2 separate regions of the Gossypium arboreum genome follow, and region 2 is linked to region 1. The links are chromatin contacts, called in public Hi-C maps. All regions are on one chromosome and are shown on one strand. The core of a region is the stretch at or near the end of the contact, and the rest is flanking DNA. Distances in the headings are between cores, read along the strand shown.

The links. A called contact is a pair of places that touch in the nucleus more often than the background predicts.
Region 2: a contact with region 1 is called in a Hi-C map of leaf, with 4 times the contacts expected there. The contact joins two enhancer-like sites. A contact is called at or near these places in 2 of 5 Hi-C or Micro-C datasets (both in leaf).

The regions. Positions count from the first base shown.
Region 1 is chr3:113,748,728-113,751,445 of ASM2569848v2, reverse strand. No RefSeq gene overlaps it. Among protein-coding and RNA genes, the nearest start is that of LOC128290246, 15 kb to the right of the region's middle. Within about 2 kb of position 1,280, at least 1 of the 2 cell types and tissues checked has an H3K27ac peak or open chromatin away from gene starts, as enhancers often do. A contact at or near this core is called in leaf, where this site is marked.
Region 2 is chr3:113,856,222-113,858,921 of ASM2569848v2, reverse strand. No RefSeq gene overlaps it. Among protein-coding and RNA genes, the nearest start is that of LOC128290379, 4.2 kb to the right of the region's middle. Within about 2 kb of position 1,376, at least 2 of the 2 cell types and tissues checked have an H3K27ac peak or open chromatin away from gene starts, as enhancers often do. A contact at or near this core is called in leaf, where this site is marked.

The DNA of each region.
Region 1 (2,718 bases), core at 31-2,530:
CATTAAACTTTTACCATAATTTCTTTAGTCACATATTAAATTGTTTCACACTTAAATTTTTGTACATTTTTCAATTTAGTCCCTATTGCCATGTAATTTATTTTTCACCATATAAACACTTTAATCAAATAATTCATTATAATATCTTATTTTACATAACAAATTTTCATGCATATCACTTCTCTTGTTTTAATTATAAATTTCACAAAGTTTACAATTTAATCTTTAACATCATGAAGATTCATTATTTACTATAATTTCACCTTAATTTCACCTTAATATCACTTTGTAATCAATTCACTACTTATTATAAATCTTAAATGTATGTTTGTTTCATTAAAAACAACTTTCATGAAATATTTTCAAGAAATCTGCCAAACAACAAAAATATTTTATACAGATTCATCCAAACACCAGAAAATATTTAACTTTTTCAAAAAAATAAATTATTTTCTAAGAGTCATTTTCAATAAAACAAATTCAACCTAATTTGGATTAAATTTAAGGCGGAGAACATGTAAACGAGGATAACTGTTTTCAATATTATAGTTTCAGCCCACAAATTTTGAACCAAAATGTTGGCATTTAATTACCCTTTGTAGTTTGTTCTTTCTCCCAAACATTTCAATGGTTGGCACTACTATCATGATATAATATATGTCGCATACGATGTTATTGAAGGGCGGCGGAAGAAACTGTAAACCTGCAGCCTAATGCAGCCATCTATGTACGTTGCCAATTCTAATCTAGTATAGGTTTGGCCCTCTGTTTTTTTGCAATTAACTTTGCCTATTGTAATTTGTGCTATGTCGATTATATACAATCAAACTCCTAATGTGGACGGCTCATGAACTCATTGTAATGCTTTAACATGCGTACGTAAGTAGTAGTAGTATTAATGCAAGGATAAATTTATTCGATCTTTTGATGGAAAATGTGTTTTCAAAGAATGGTCGAACTTGGGGACCTCAAAAGCCTTGGCCAAAAATTATTGAATGAACCACGCCAAAGTCACTAGATTCAAACACTGATGTGGACAATATAAGAAATGGACACATGAACCACTGGTGCCAAAATTTAATGTTAAATCATTTTGATGCTGATCTAGCTGCTTAGACAGCATTTGAAACTAATCAAGAGTTTGTATTAAACAGTGAGGAAAAGATCAAAAGAAAAGCCAATGGCAGTCAATAAGTGTTTGTGACATAGTTGGGGGTACAGTGGTCCTATTCTTACCTGCAAAATTTAGGCTGAATTTCAACCCTAGTTGGCAGTGGAGTCTTATGGGATTACCGTTAAAAGCCAATACAAGCTATATGTCAATGAAATTTAGGCCTCAACTACCCCTATATGGGCAGAAAGAAAGGACCATTGGTAGATTTTTTTTTTCTTGGTTTAGGGCATTAGGGGGTCAATACTGCCACCCAAGTCATTTAATATTGGCGGCAAAAACCAACCAATCTCTGGGTCTAATTTGGCAAAACCCACAGTGTGCAACCCTACCCTATCTCTTATGTTCAGAGGAGACTGGAATTGATGTTGGAGTTGAATGTAATGATAAGGGTATGAACATCATTCTATTTTGGTTGCATTTGAACCAATGGATAACAACTTCTAAATATCCATCCAACTTATATAACATTAATGCCCAACATCTCAATGTATCTCACTATCTCCTATCTGTTTCCATTTACTCATTCTCACTTGAGTTTATCATAATTGATATTAAAAATTAAAATAAATAAATAAATGAGACTAATGACAATTTCATAAGTTAAAAAACCTCCATCGCGTATACACTATAAAAAAAAAAAAGTAATACTTTAGGAAGAGTTAAAATTGATTGTATGGATCATTTTGGCAATCATCTCACCTTTTAAATTTTGTATAATATTTCAAGTTGAACTCGTGAGCATATTATGTCTACAAGTTTAGGTTATTCTCGTTTAAAAGAAGTATTACATTTTATGTACTAATAAATATTTACTATTTATTTTACAAGCTGACACCAAGGATCTCAGAGCACCACCCAAATAATTTTGATAATAAAAAATAAATATTTTATGTTTAAAATAGTGAAAATAACTTAATATATATATATTAAAATATATCATATAAAAGTTATTGATTTTTTTATTTACTTGAAAATTTATTATTCTTTAAAAATATTTATGAAAATAATTTTAAAACTTTGTCAAATAAAATTCAAAAGCTGTAAAAAAACTCATTTTACTAAAATAAAATTAAAAATACAAAACAAGAAAAGGTTAATATGAGACAAGTGAGAATCAAACCAAACTAAATTATAATAAACTATTGGAAAAATTCCAAAAACCTCACTTAGGCGAGTTGTGTGGGCGGGTAACCAAGTCCAAGAGATTTGGGTCTACACATATAGTGTGATAGTTGGTGCACGTTAATGTTAGCCATTTGCAACAATTGATGGGCCTAAAAGAAATTATAGTCAAACCAAGTTTTGCTTTAACATTTCTAAATTCTCTCTTCAGCCGAAAGTCCCCATCTACTTTCTCCTAAATGAATTTTGGGGTCTATGCTCTATGGGCTATAGCATAAGTTGCACCTTTACCCCTAATCCATGGTTATTGGTTAATCCATTCAACTTTTTTGAAGTTTCAAAGGCTTTATGAAAGACGTTAAATGGCATTTTTCTTTTGAACAAATGTTAATTGACATTTCAAAGTTGGAAATAAGTACTCT
Region 2 (2,700 bases), core at 127-2,626, 110 kb before region 1:
AATAGAGCCGCCCTTTGTTGACTTGCATCTTTCTCCTCTGTGAATGATTTGTTTATCAGATTACAAAACTTTTCTTGAGATCCTTTTACTTAGGTCTGGGCTTTACATAAACTTTAGGATGATTGATTATGAGTTCACTTTAAGACAACAGAGTGGAATGCCTGCGGGCTTAGGCAGCAATACACAAGTTCGGTCGTTCTTCGTACTGTTTACGATGATGGGCACAATCACCAAACTCTGCTTTAGTGGTTGAAGGCCTGAAACTGAACATTTATGTGAGTCAGAGCAGTCAAGCTCAGTTGGTCCGCTTGTCCAGTTGTTAGATGTTACTAGTCAAAATGGTAGATAACTCCATTCCCTGACTCTTGCAAGAATGTATATGAGTTGTTATAAAAGACAAAAGACACATTTTCTCTCTTTACATGTAGGTGTTTTGGATGGTCAAATCTCCCACAGTTGAAACAAGAAAATAAAAATCCCTGTAGTCAAGTATAGCATGTGCTATAGCTTTTGAATATTTGAAGTACCTCAAGTTAGGTTTCTGATGTATAGAATGCGGCATTTTATTCAATAGTTTCAACTTTGCGCTGTCTTTCTCTATTTGCAATTGTATTATCAATGCCTTGATATGAAATTGAAGGTGGGCTTTGGAAGGAACATAGTCCTATCTCCTCTCCAAATGTGGAACTGGGTCCTGATTAGCAATAGAGTTGGCAATGACTAAGAGTTTGAAGGAAATTTCTGTTAATAAGAAAAGTGGTAAATGCTAGAATTAGGACTCAATCGTTTATAGGTTCTTCACAGAAGAGTCAAACCTTTCAAAATAGCCAAACAAGAGCCTACCCTTTATAGAAGTGTTCAAATAAAAGTTTTCACGCACTTCAGTCCAATTTGTAGAAAAAAATTAGGTAAGTGCTAATGTCTTTAGAATAAAACATATAATACTTAAATCAAATATTACTTGAAAGAAAAGAAAGTATCAAAACATAATTTAAAATTTGATATACTACATTTGAGAAGCCCTAATTTGAACTCTTTTTTGAAAAAGTTTGATTCTTATTTGAGCACTTTTCAAAAAATTAAAAACTTATTTGATAATTTTAAAAGATTTAACCTTAGAGCACTTGTATAAAGATTAAGATGTTGCATTTGAGCATTTACCCTAAAAAAAAGTAATGGACTGTAATGCTATTGGTAATTACAGTTTGCGAAATGACTCCCATGTTTTTGCGTCTTGTACAGATATGGTACTTGGTGGATTTGTAATGTGAATGATTTAAGTGTACTAAGTACCATGATGTATGGTTGAGTGGAATGCAAAGCTATACGTTGAATCATGATTAGGAGACAAGCATGATGATTAGACTCAGACTAGTCTTATGGTCAGTGGGTGGACCGGCAACTACTGTAGGAGGGTCCACTGCACAGCTGGATGAACAAAATCAATTGCTCCCCCTGTTTGTATAATTTGCTCCAACACTATCTTGGGGAAGAGGATCAAAGATTTTCCATTAAAAAGCCGTGAATTATGTGATACTCAGCCTGGTCTTATCAGTATAGTTTTCGTCCAGAAATGCATTTTATTTGAGACTGAGGGACCGAAGATTTTTTAATTTTATAAAAAAATTATTTTAATTTATCATTTATTTTTTAAGTTTGGTGTGGTCTTGTCTGACTTTTGACCACTCTTCTAGAAATATTGGTCCAAAAGAAAACGAAAAAAAAATTTAAATGTTTGATTGGAATTTAAAAAAAAAAAGAAGAAAGAAAGTAAAACATGATAAATTAATCATAAAATTCTTCCAAAATCCTTAATATGGTATATGGTAAAAGTATTGCTCCATTTATACGTAGTAAGTGTGGGGGGTGGAGACCAACACAAGCTCCATTATTTCAACCACTTTCCTTCTATTTGTGTCTTACCCTCACCTGCTTGCACTAACCCACTACCACTCACTCTTTTTACCTTTTATTTTTCTTCTCTTAAATCAGTAGCTTAATTCCTCGGAGGTCGAGCCCGTAAAGAAGTCGTAGTAGGAGTAGGACAAAAGCAAAGCAAAGAAAGCAACGTATGAGAGGTGCAAAACCTGTACATGCGTCTTCTCCTTCAACAATACCGCCTAAAGCAATGGATTCCCATCATATAAAGACAAAAATACATCTTTGTCTATATGTATTTTTGGAGATGGAGTTGATAAATTGTTGGGACTTTAACACATAAAATACCTAAAATTGTTTCTCAAGCATTACTTGGTAGAGTTAAAAATAAGAGGAAAGAAAATAAATTTCTAAAATTATATAATTTTAAAGTAATATATATTACTCCTCATTTTCTTTTCTTTTATCATCATCCTAATTTAAAATGATTAATTTTTATGCATTAGGTAGAAAATAGTTATCTTTTTTTTAATTTTATCTAGTACACTAGATTTATTTTTCAGTCAACTTTTCCACTTCATTATGTGATTTTTTCATTCCAACTCGATTTTAAATTTAATTGAAAAGAAAAAAAGAATTAAACGTGTTTCAATGCTGCTGTTTTTCATAGTGTCGAAGAAACATAAAGAAAATACAGAAAATGAATGTAAGGTTTTAATTTTTTCTTCTATCCCCAATCAACATTACTTATTTTGAACGTTCTAATGTGTTTTTGGACGATGGCATTAAATGCCTGCTCAAAAAGCAATTTATTAATTATTA